Linked DNA regions of Arachis hypogaea: region 1 is linked to region 2. The links are chromatin contacts, called in public Hi-C maps. All regions are on one chromosome and are shown on one strand. The core of a region is the stretch at or near the end of the contact, and the rest is flanking DNA. Distances in the headings are between cores, read along the strand shown. Region 1 holds the start of LOC112743692 (kinetochore protein SPC24 homolog). Region 2 holds the start of LOC112742910.

Region 1 (7,049 bases), core at 3,195-5,694, 140 kb before region 2:
TAAACTCAACCCCAATGGTTGTGTTGAATCAAAATAGATGGTAAGAACTAAGAAGATATGTCATCCAGAAAGTCGGCAATCACGAGAAAAACACGCACACACGAATACACAATTAGAAATATGAAAACATCTAGACACTTATCTAAATTCCTCTTTCAGAAAGTTCTCTTTCTCAAGTTCCTCATCCAGCTCTCTCTGAAGAAGGTCTAGTTCTGCATCAGAAGCACTCTCACATCTAGCTTCCTCTTTTTTCTGCTTGCATGCATCTATCTTTTTCTGACAATCTGATTCGCATACAAACTAATCAACCATACAGCTAGAAGGCCCACTCATCATAATTATCATGAAATAGATAACTTGAATTCGAATGGGGAGATATAAAATAGAATTGGTTGTAATGGAGTTCTTTCTTCAATCACAGAGAAGGCACAAGTACATATTAAACCTATTAATGAGTGAATCAGAGGCAAAGATTATAAAATCTAAGGAACTTGCACCTTTCCATGTAAGATTGTCATAATTTAGACTGAACTTATATTGTATATAAGTAAACCATAGAGGCAAATTTGCTAGCTTTGTAAAATAGAAAGACATTGCTTAAAACTTATGCTCTGCTTTTAAATGAATTATATGTATGATATTGTTCAAATGTTCAAAATCATAAGAAAGACTTGTGAGTTGATACCAGAAATTGAAGATCAACATCTTCATCAAAGTTGCAACATTAGCAGCTACGACATCCGAGGTAACCAAATAACCAATGTACATACCCCTCATCATCATAAAATGAATTTTTTGAACAAAATAAAATTCTCAAATTCCCACCTTTTCTCTTTCTACCATTGCATTGCAAAATTTGAATAGTACCTACTAAAATGGAACAAAATCGCGGCACAAGATGAGTTAAAAAGAACAACAAAAATTGGAGGAATGAAAAAGACCTTGGAGCAAGTTGCGGACATGGTTGAGGTCGGAATTGCAGGTGGAAGAGAGGGAAGTAGTGCGTTGGAGACATAGAGCAAGGTTGTCGATGTCGTGCTGATCCGGCAGAATCTTGACAAGGTCGTCGCACCAGGAGATCAACTTCTCTACGTCGATGGTTCTAGAAGGATCCACCATTGGAAATCTGAGTGGGAAAAAGGGAAAGGTAGTCTCTTCTGTGCGTTCCTCTTCACAATACCAAGAGTAAATAGAAATTAGAAAACAAGAGACACAAATATATGTTCTAGCAGGAAAAAGAACTAGGGGTGTCATTTTTTTTCATAAACTGAACTGAACAAACCAAACTCTCATTTTCACATAACAAGCTCTCTCTCTCTCTCTCTCTCTCGCTCTCGCTCGCTCGCACGCACGCACGCACGCACGCACACACACACACACACAGAAGTCCGAACCCTCAAGTTGTCAAATTTGAGATACTTTACTTCACTTTCAAAGTTGATCAAGTATGGATGGAAGTCCCGAATTGTAATTAAAATCATGAGAAGAATTAGTATCAATTTTGTAGTCAAACTCCTTGATTCTGGAAAATAAATTACATATCAACACAAGTTTCAAGTGGATAGGGAATCATCCATATTGTGGCATTCTTAAATATTTCAATATATTTAAGACTCCACTGTGTTCTTTTGTCCTTCTTATTATTCTTAAACATTTCAATATATTTCATGCTATATATATGCCCAGAAATTAATTAGTGTCATGATGATGCTACTACATCATTGTATTCTTCAACATTCTTATTCATTTCAGCGGACCACAGGAAAATATAATTACATTACACATACCTTTACACAGTACATATTACTTATTATTTAAGGCCCAAGCACTGATGTCAATTATTTAATTTGTCAAACATTTGAATCGCGGAGTTTGAGTTGAACAAATCACCAAGCATGAAGAAGTAGTTAAAAACAAAATCAAGAGGCTACAAAAACCTGAAGAAGTGAGATTCTTACTGTTTATGCAGCAGCAGCTACCTAGCTTTCTAAAACAGTAATCATCCACGAAAGGTAGAAGCTTTGAACGAAATGGAGCATACCCAGATGTAAGACGGCTGCAATTACTGTCTCCCCTGGTTCCAATCCTATTAAAACATAAAGATAGGACAAGGGTAATCAACGGCAAATAGAAAAAGAAAATATGGATGAACTGCATACAAAACTGTACAAGATAAAATAATAACTTGAATGCCAAAATCATATTGCACTTGCAGCAGCTTTAAACCATGATTTGAAACTTGTTCTTGCTGGAAAATAATGTGTATAATTAAACGAAACTAAGAAATACAGAACGCGGAGCCCGTTCCTAATGCTCTCCAATCCGGAAGTAAGCAACGAAAGCGGCCAAAGAGGTGTGCTAGGGTTTAGCCATTGGTAATGGTGCACCGTAGCATCATGGGAGTTTTTTATGTTTGCAAGGTTCTAAAAACCGAACCGGTCATCAAACCACTCCGATCACTGGTTCACTGGTTTACTGGTCCAATTGATTTAATCGTAGTCCAACCGGAAAAACCGTTTTATAATAAAATAATAAATAAATTATAAATAAACACCCTAGTACATACTTGTAGTCTAACACAAACTTAGTCATTCCATAAGAAAATCATCACCATCTAAAGCAAAATGCAATTCCAATCAATGAATACTATTCAGTAAGTCAACCTAATCATTTAATAAGTTAATAAGTTCAAACAAAATGCAATTATAATCATTTAATAAGTTAATACTATACAATCCTTACAACTGAGTAGCAAGACCTCTTTTGCAATTAAGCTCAACCTAATCACTAAACCAAACCTTCTCAAAACACAATAGTTATCAAAATTTATCACAATCTAAACTCATATCTAACAAACAGCTCAAAACTCCAGGCCATCAACAAACACCAACACAGGCAACAAAGATCAAAGATATCATCAAATTGAAAAATAAAATAAAACAAAATAACGATCATACCTGACCACACCCAACTGCACAAATCTCCTGTGTGGTGAACAGAGCATATTGGAAAAGAAAAAATGGAAGAGAATACAATCCCCAATTGGAAGAGAATAATGAAAACATTCAGCATATAATGACTGAGGCAGAAAACAGTCCCAACAGAGCATATTGGAAGAGAAAAAATGGAAGATAGTCACAATCTAAGCAAATGCTTCTTGATTGGCAGAAAATATTATTAGTATGAGCAAATGCCTCTTGATTTATATTATCATCCATAACTGAAATTAACAGTTACAATCTAAGCACAAGATTAAGAAACTAACTCCTATAAGAATTAAGAAACCTGTAATTCAATTCCAAAGATTTATTAACGGAAATAACATGTTGATAGCAAAATCGCTAATCAAATGCCAAAGTGACATTCATTTTTGTTTTCAATAATGATTAATTACAAAACTTCTTTTATGATTTTGCAAAGGAATGGCCACAAAACCCCACATATAATGAAATCAAATTGTAATTAAAAAGAGAACACAGATAGTAGTAGAGATATAATGCTTCTCCTACAGAAACCAAATTCCAGTAAATTCACTAAGCATCAATTCAACAAGCCCGTATCAATTTATCACAAGAATCAGTATCAATTTATCATCAAGAAGTAAGCCAGTAACAGACTTAATCAACCAAGAGTCCAAGAACAAGCACTGACTGATTTACCTTCGGCGAGGGCAGTGAGCAGAGATTTGAGTTAGAGCGACGGACGACATATCATAAGAGATCAGAGTTCACAAAGACACACAAAATTAACTAATTTTTTTTTTTTTAACAAAATCATTCTGAACACATTAAAACTAAATTAACCAAATCACATTTTCTTATAAACAACTGATTAGAAACAAAAAAAAAGTAAGCAAGAAAAATTAACTAACCTTCGGTGGTCTTCGAACGAGCAGAGTAGGAAGGAGAGGGAGCAACAATGTGACGTGGAGAAGCTGGCGGCAGCGACGAGCACACGACGGACGACGAAGCTGGACCTGGCGATGGAACGGACGACGAAACTGGACCAGGCAAAGAAGCTGGTGACGCGCGAAGAAAAGAAGCTGGCGAAGAACGGCGGGACGGCGGCGGTGAGAAGAACGACGGCAACAATGGAAGCTAGGGTTTGTCACCTTTTTTTCTTTCTCTGAGAGAGGGAAGCTTGGTTGAAGGTTTCAAGGTGACTGAGAGCAATGGGCGGTGGCGTGATTCTCACTCCCTGCGGCGGTGGGGAAGACTTCTGTGACCTAGGGTTGTGATTTGGGGGTGGGGGACTGCAGCGCAGAGGAATGGGGGTGACTGGGTGAGGACCGAAGAGAAACTGGCGCGTTCTTTTTCTTAACAAAGAAACCACGTCGCTTCAAGAAATCCGATGGGGTCCCGATTCAGTTCGTCCAGCCGATTCAATGATTTTTAGCCAATTTTTAAAATGGTAAAGTATTAAATTAGTCTTTGGCCATAATTCTATTTTGGTCTTTAAAGTTTAAAGTATCCTATTTGAATTCAAAAAAAAATTCATTTAGCTTTAATATAGTGTCAAAGTTAAATAATTAATGAAATGTCCTACATAACAGCAGTATAAGAACAAGGTCGATAATTTGGAGAACAAGTACAAATTTCAGAGGCACAAAATCAACCGTGAATGTATTAATATATTTATTTATCATTCTCTTTACTTCTATAGAAAATATTTCATTTAAATTGTAAGAAGAATGATAAATAAATGTATTGATGCATCTACGATTGATTTTGGGCCTCTAGAACTTGTACTTGTTCTCCCGATTATCGATATTGTTGCTGTCATGTATGTAGGGTATTCTGTTAATTATTTAACTTTGATCTCACGGTGGGACTATATTAAAACTAAAGAGGTAATGACCAAATCAGTATTCGAAAGATTCAAACGCTGACATTATGGTACCTCACTATTGTTATTGACAAAATGGTCCTTAAAAGAGTTTAAAATTTGACAAGCGTACCCACGAGTTCGCCGGAGCACATCTCCGGCAAGTACAGTGCTGACATGGCTACTACATTTTGATGACATGGCAACCCCCCTCCCCCACCCTACTTCCTTTCTTCCTTTCCAATGCACTTCTCCTTCTCCTTTTCCTTCCCCCTCCCCTTCCTGAATGCACTCTCCCCCCTCCCCAACCCTAATCCTTCCCTCCCCTTCCCTAACCCTAATCTCCCATCCCCAACGCACTTCTTCCCTCCTCAATCAAAAATTCCCCTTTCTAAACCCTAATCCCCTTTCCCTTGCCCCTTTGAATTCTAATCCCCTTCTCAACACAGTGTCTCACACTCTCAACTCACTCTCCCCCAAAATAGCAGTGGAGTTCAACCTTCTCAGTTTTACAGAGCTAGTGTCATCGACACCGCACTGTCGCCATCTCGTCATCGGATCTTCTGCGTTCGCCAGTGTCGTCTATCTCCTTCATGGCATTGCGTTGTCTGTGCGTCTTCACCGCTGTCGCCTTCACTGCTAGCCCCCAGTCGCTGCCATGCCTCCTCTGTCTGGGTTCCATTGTGTCGTGCCCCTCTGTGTCTGGTTTTCTTCTTCTATTCTTGCTTTGGTGGTGTTGTATTAAGTTTTATTTTATTTTGATTATTGTATATGAATGTGTTTGTTTTCTCTGAGTTTTATTGTTATTAATTTTTTTGAATGATAATTTAACCTAAAATTTGGGACAATTCATGATTTGGGACAACTCTGTTGATGTTGAGGTTGTTATTGCTGTGAATGGTGGTGTTGAGGGAGGGAGAGGGGAGTGTGCATTGGAAAAAGGGGAGTGGTGGAGATTATTGTTGCTGTTAATATTAAGGCTATTGTTACTGCGAGTGGTGGGGTTGAGGGAGGGAGGGAGGGGTATTGTGCATTGGAGAGGGAGAGTGGTGGAGGTTGTTGTTGCTGTTGATGATAAAGTTGTTGTTGCTGTGAATGGTGGTGTTGAGGGAGAAAGGGAAAGTATACGTTGGGGAAGGGGTTGTGATACGGCGGAGACTACGATGGGGGAAAAGTGTGTGTTGGGGATGAGGGCTGCGACAGGGGGGAGAGGGAAGGGGAGGGAGTGTGCGTTGGGGAGGGAACCTTGGGGGTGGGTTGCCAAGTCACCAAAACACAATGGCCACATCAGCATTGTGCTTGTCGGAAATTTGCTCCGGCGAGCTCAGGGGCACGCTTGTCAAATTTTAAAATCTTTTAACGACCATTTTGTCAATAACAATAGTGAGGTACCAAAATGTCAGCGTTTGAATCTTTTGGGTACTGATTTGGTCATTACCTCTAAAACTAAATGAAACTTTTTAGATTCAAATAGAACGCTTTAAACTTTAAGTACCAAAATAGAATTACACCCAAACGTAGGGACCAATTTAGTATTTTACCCTTTTTAAAATAATAGTTTTTGATGTTGAACCGAACTTCATTGGTACCTAATTCGTAATTAGACCGATCGGATTGGCCGGTTCAATCCAATTTTCAAAACCATCGATATTTGGGCTTTTGACATTCATTCAAATTAGAAACCAGTTTTTTTATGGTTTGGTTTTATAAAAATTGTGATCTCAATTTGGTTATTTTACTTAATTTATTTAAAACAATTTCAATTCAGTTTGATTAAACTAATTTCTTCTAACATCCTTAGAAAGAACCGAGTTAATATTTAAAGTGGTTTCTGAACTTGCAGTTGAGCCTCAATATCATTCCTGAACTGAAAATTGCCCCAAATTTATCCCTGAACTTAACAACGGTCGTTCGTGAGATACTTTCCGATGACGAAATGATGACGTGGTTGGACGGAAGCCACGCTGCATTGGTAAAACATTGTTGTTTCATTTTTGCGCCCAAATAGAACATAAATGATATCGGAAAGTATCTATTTGGGTGCAAAAAAGGATAGGATGATGTTTTACCAGTGTAGCGTGGCTTCCGTCCAACCACGTCATCATTTCGTCATCGGAAAATATCTCACGAACAACCGTTGTTAAGTTCAAGGACAAATTTGGGATAATTTTAAGTTCAGGAACGACATTGAGGCTCGACTGCAAGTTCAGGGACCACTTTGAGTA
Region 2 (6,352 bases), core at 3,572-6,071:
CAAGAACTTGCGAGGCAACCTTAAAAAATGTTATATTGAAAGAAAAACTTTCATAAATAGAATAATAATTATCTCTAGGTGCTATAGCTACTTCCTGTAGGCTGGCTCTTAATTTGTCTCCACTTTGTTCATCAGCATACTTTTGCTATAAATACCAAACACTGTTATTAACCATTTACAAAACAAACTCATCCAAATTGAAACAAGACCCTCATCCGCTGTGGTATGTGTTGAATATATCCAATTAAAATTAATTAAAAAAAAAAAAGAAAAGATGATGCAGTCTAATGAGATTCTTCAATCTCCATCCTCACTCTTTGATGAGCCATATTATTATTATGGGTTGAGTAGCATGGATGAAGATGGTGATGATTATGGATTCAGTGCCATATTCAACACTTGTTCATCAGAAAACACCATCTTCACGAATGAATATGATCATCACATTCAATACACAATCGATGATGAAACCTTGCAACTCCAACCCTTGATCCATGATTTCCCAATGAAATTCCACGATCTGACTCACCAGTTTCTTGAGAGTGAAGGAAGCATCATCCCTTCACAAGAAGCATATAGTCCCACCCAGTCATTCAATTCAGACATGTCCTCATCATCATCGACACCACTGAACTTGCCTCAACCGAACACGCAAATCGAGAACCACTTGATCCTTCCGCACTTGGTGGACGCCATTGGAGAAGCCTTGGAGAATCGACACAAAGCGCTCGCTGAAGAGATCTTGAGATGCATCAGCAACAAACTCAGCCCTCTCTCCCAAACCGTTGACGAGCGCCTCCACTTTTACATGTCGCTAGCAACCGCCGCAAACAACGGAGACTATTTGAAAGGGGAAGCCTTGAAGAACTCTGACGCTGCTTTCAGGGCATTCTATCAAGGAACCCCTTTCGGCAAATTCGCTCACTTTGTGGCCCTTTCTGCAATTATTGAAAACATGCCGCCAGACTGTGATGCCGTACACGTGGTGGACTCTTACATGGGAATTGGGATCCAATGGATTCCAATGATTGAGGCCATGGCTCGGAGGAACATAACACAATTCAAATTGACATCAATCAGTTCCGGTCATCATCAGCAAGGGCATGATGGTAATTCCACTACTCCTTGGATTTCTGAGGAAACTAAGAGGCATCTCTATGAGCATGCAAGATCGTGGGGATTGAATCTGAAGGTGGAGGAAAAGGGAATTGAGGAACTTGTTAGTGAGTTGAAGAATGTGAAGAAAAGTGGTGGCAGTGGCATCAGAGAGTTTTTGGCCTTCAATTGCATGCTTAACCTGCCACATATGGCCAATAGAAGCAGCAGAAAACAAGCCATGGAATTTCTGAAGCTGGCTAAGGATTTGATCAATGGCTCTGGGAACAAGGGAATCATCACTTTTGGTGATGGTGATGCGTTTGAGAAACTCAAGACCAGCATGAATTTCAAGGCATTCTTTGATGGTCATTTGGTGCATTACCATGCCTTAATGGAATCAATTGAGTCATGTTTCCCAACAAGTTTCTCAGAGGCAAGGACTCTTATAGAGTCCCTATTTGTGGCGCCTCATGTGTCTCCTTTTGCTTGGTTACAAAATTGGCAAGAGATGGAGAGGGATTCTTGCCATGTTCCTGGGGAAACTGAAATTGGACTAGAAGGTTGCAGATTGAGCACAAGCATTTTAATGGAAGTAAGAGAAATGTTGAGAGGTAGTGGAGGTTCGTATGAGACAAGGATTGAAGGGCAAAATGGGAATGAAATTGTTCTGGCATGGAAAGGAACAGAACTAGTGAGAGTTTCTGCTTGGAGAAACTAAAGCTAATAATAAATAGCTAATTAAAAGCCAAGGAGTACATAGTACACAGTTTTTTTTTTTTTCTTTCTTTTTTGCACATCAGAAATCTTTTGGGTATTCATTGTAAGATAGTGGATCGTTTAATGTAAATTAATTTGTACAGATTCATATATGTATATGTCTATGTTTATTCTGTATATGTCTTCTTTCACCATAAAATGAACACAATTTTTAAAGCAATCAAGCGTTGCAAACTATTTTTTCTTTGGCACCAATAAAATATCACCTTTAAGCTTTTACATCTTTTTTTCAGACATTAAGTTCCTAAACATAAAAAAAATCTTTGAATGTACTTTTCTATAATCTATTCAAATTAATCTTAAAATGCATCATGAAGAGTTGATTTTATTCTTTGGCTTGTAAACCTGAAGTTATGAAGCCGGGTTATAACAAGTAAAAATAGCATCAAAGAAGAAGTTCCAATGAGAAAAATATGATTTAATGAAGTAAATTCCTGGTATTTAATTCATGATCTTCTGTGGCAGAACATAGGTCTTGACCTCTTGAAAATTAGTTATGATCATCATATTCTTAGAAATGATAATCACGAATTAGGATGTTCATGGATTAAGTTGAGCCAGGTTTAATTAGATTGGACTCAACTCTAAAAGGGTTGTTGAGTTTATTTTGACCCAATCCAAGAGTGATTCGAAATAGATTAGATTAAACTGGAATTAATTCGATGTAAAATCAGTATATATAAATTTGTAAGTTTTATATACTAAAGTAATAATGTTTTATTTTTAATAATTAAATTTAACAAATTTTATATCATATTTATACTAAAATAAATTATTTTAAAGTAAAAATAATACCGTATAATATGAAAAATATTAATTAAAATATAAAAATATAATATGACATTACTAATTTCACTCTAAAATATATATTTTTATTATAAAAAACAATTTCGAAGCAAGTCGGATGACCCAAGCATAATTCAAATCTGATTCGAAAATAACACAGGATAAAAATGATAAATTCAAACACGGTAAAATATGCCTTAGATCTGAACCGGATTTTGGGTGGGTCCAAATCTTGAACACGCCTAATCATGAAACAAACTTTTGCTTTATTTATTGACCGTTCTTGATATTCATGCATCTTTCTCTGTGACTCAAAACATCAATTGACCTCATGTTAAAATTAAAGGGGTTACAGAAGATGTTAGATTCCATTTGACTGAGGCCAATGAAGGAAAATCCATAATCTATGATCTGATAATTAGCAAATTATTTCCAGAAAATGTCCATCCTATTAGAAAATTGGACTTAATAAAGGATAATTATCAGAAAAATCATCCGTATATATAATAATAATATTATCTCATGCAGGCCTTGTCAACTGTAGAACATAGAAGTTAATTTTAATACAACTTCTGCCTGGCTTTTGTACGTAATTTGTGTATTTTCCAGTTTTTGCAGATTCCTACCTAAGAGAGAAGCACGTAAGAGCTCACACGCAACCAAAATATGAATCACGAACCTTAAATTAATTATTTATTATGTCAATTAATAAAGCCATTAACCAATCATGGACTATTTTTCAATGTGTTGGAGATGGAACAAGGAAAGAAGGCCCTAGTAGTTTTCCAAGTGTCCTTCCTATTTTCCTAACTAAAATCCAAAGTACATTTTTTTTATACATCTCATTTTGGCATATGACTTTAAACAGGTAACTGAGTAATGGCAACAAAATATGAATAGAATAAAAAAAGGAAAGAATAAACTAATGGCTACAAGATCAGGCCAGTCAAAGAGCATAATTAGTAAGAAATCACCTTGATGCCTTGTATGCTACAAGAAAACAGATTCAATTTCCTCTACCAATGCGAAATTCGGTATGCTTTATCAACCATGCTATGTGTACAAAAATCAGCCACCAAATTAGTTACCTGTATAAAATACATGCTGAAATACAAAATACACATTAAAAATAAGTTGAACAATACATGTATTTATACACAAATACATAGTAACTGATTTAATAGCTGGTTTTTTATGTGCACATAGCATTTCTTGTGTTCTATATGTACCTCTAAACATTCAGTGCGCCGAGAAATATAACCTAACATTAGTAAAATGCTTAGTGCAAACCTAGACTTTGATGAAAAGAAAAAAAAATTACTTTCAAATATCTCCTTTGATACTTTTACTAGTCTTGTGAACTGATGAACAATGCTTCTTGTTTTTCAAACTCTGCTGATGCTTCTGCACTTTTGTGGAGCATGTCATCACAGGGCTCTTTATAGCACAAAGCTTGTGCTTCATACGCCAAGGGAACAGAAGTTGAAGGCCACAACCCTTTGGAGAAGAAGCATATGAGTGCCTTGAATTACTGCAAGTATCACAACCTTTCTTGTTGTAACCATTGTTTGGAAAATGTGCAGAAGATGATGCTGCCAATGCAGTGGCATCAGGGAGAAAGCGATTAATCATATAGCTTGAACATTGATCAACATTAGATTCTGAAAGCTTTAATCTCAACACATCATTGCTGCTACTGTGATTTGTCTCTGATTGTTGGACAACAATGTCTAATGCCTCTGATAAAGAAAAAAGTTCCATAGCATCTGAATAAACTTCACTATTCTTCTTGTTCTCATTGTCATCATCGTCGTCATCATCACCATCACAACCATCATCTTGATCAAATGAAAGAACAGCATTACCTAAGTCAGCTTCAGCTGCTGCTCTTGGAAGATGCTGAAGGCAAGGTGGTAATTGGAGCCGAGGCGTTTCTACATCTCGGTCGTGGATGTTATTGCTCCTCTCTTGGTTTTTCGGCTTGCCTGGGGCTTGCTCCCATGAAAATGGAATACTTGTGCTTTGTAACATACTAAGTGATGTACCTGCAACAACTGAATTAGCAAGACGCCTTGTTGATAGAAGGGGTGCATTGAAGTTTAACATTCTGCGGCATTCCAAATCCATTGTCATAATATTTTGTTCTGCTTGTTCTTCCATTTTTGGTAAGCTTCTATAACAGCAACAACGGAGAAGATATTTGGGGGAAGAAAAAAAATAGGAGGATATGAAATCAAGTTAGGTGGAATACATAAAAACAGTTGAAACTATGGACCTCTCATGAAAATCATTAAAACTAAAGTCTTGCTTTAAATTTGTCACAGGTGGGTTTAAAAGCCACCTTCACGTGGGAAGAGAAACAACATACCAGATCTTTTTTTTCTTTTACAGTAAATATTTGAAGGTTATAAATTCACATTTTCAATAACATTTAACAAGGTAACATGAAGCTAATGTAAATAATAAAAAAATGGCATATGAATTTCTCATGTACGAATTACATATACACATCCACATTCCACACCATTAAATTTTCACAATTTTTAACATGATCTGATTGATCTGAACAGGATAGAAGAATCCTCTTCCCCAAAAATAAGTGCATATAGTAAAAGTTGGGGAAAAAGAACAAAAAATAAAAGGAAACAGTCGAGAATAATTGAGCGCATGACAAATCCTATAGATGGTGATGGAGATAGCAGTTTACGTAGAACTTATCACAAATACCATTGAAATAGCTGAGAAAAAAATCTGTTTATATAACAGTGGCAAAAGGTTACAACTTACAGCATGATGTGAATCGGCAATTGCTCAGCCAAAAATATGGTGGCAAATACTGAATCTTTTACATGACAAATTGACTTGTATAGACAAGTTTTGTCTAAAACTTTATCACCATTCTTACTGGTGAGGCCTAGTCAAGAATAGCAACAGCAGCAGCTGTTTGCTCCCCTACTTTCCATTCAGTTTCAATCGATCCAAATTATGTCTCTAAATTCTCTTTTCCTTCTGTATTCTGCATCTAGAAGGCCAGCCTATGAGAACGATATATATAGACCGTACTCTTTCTAGAGACCATTCAATAGATAAATAGAATTGATGATTACCAGGCTGTTAGGTGTAAAATGGTGCAGGTCAACAAGAATAGTATTGCCCCTTTATGGTTGAACAGGACAATGAGACATTGAGACACTGAAGATAACAATGTTAGTGGCCTTCCTTCTGACATGGACTCTCAAGACTGTATTTCAGTCCCACTGTCTCTCTCACTCACTCTATCTCTTCCTTAGTGCACCAAAGATATTTGTGTCCTACCATGTCCACATATTTTGTGTCCACATATTTTACACTAACCAAATGCAACCTAGAGAACAAGGAAAACCTGATTATTGATCTGTGATTCTCTCACTTTTGTTCATTAATTTGCTCTCGTGCTTTATTGCGGAGATCTAATGTCTCAGAATGGCCAGGATCAAGACAAAGGGCAGCTTCACAATCCTGGACAGTAGAAGCATAATCACCCATTGAATCATAAAATGCTGCTCGAAGATGCAAAAGTTGCAGATCTGGCTTGAAATTGATGGCCCTTGAAAGCTCCACTATTGCTTCATCTTCCTTGTGATCATCCATCAAAACTGATATATAGAGGTTGCATGTCAGTAAAAGTTGTGGGAGCAGTTTACTAGCTGGT

What was found. A called contact is a pair of places that touch in the nucleus more often than the background predicts.
Region 1: a contact with region 2 is called in a Hi-C map of leaf, with 2.7 times the contacts expected there. The contact joins the promoter of LOC112743692 here to the promoter of LOC112742910 in region 2. A contact is called at or near these places in 2 of 8 Hi-C or Micro-C datasets (leaf and an unstated tissue).

What each region holds. Positions count from the first base shown.
Region 1 is chr14:111,008,164-111,015,212 of arahy.Tifrunner.gnm2.J5K5, reverse strand. It overlaps LOC112743692 (kinetochore protein SPC24 homolog), which reads right to left and starts at 4,444. Exons shown (of 7, transcript XM_025792988.3): 1 at 3,872-4,444; 2 at 1,959-2,086; 3 at 942-1,169; 4 at 143-284; 5 at 1-20. The coding sequence starts at 1,119.
Region 2 is chr14:110,869,634-110,875,985 of arahy.Tifrunner.gnm2.J5K5, reverse strand. It overlaps LOC112742910, which reads right to left and starts at 4,821. Exons shown (of 1, transcript XM_025792153.1): 1 at 3,985-4,821. The coding sequence starts at 4,821. The coding sequence ends at 3,985. LOC112743689 (ethylene-overproduction protein 1) reads right to left here. Exons shown (of 6, transcript XR_011871066.1): 4 at 5,769-6,296; 5 at 5,449-5,683; 6 at 1-4,706. LOC112742911 (scarecrow-like protein 26) reads left to right here and starts at 275. Exons shown (of 1, transcript XM_025792154.1): 1 at 275-1,816. The coding sequence starts at 275. The coding sequence ends at 1,816.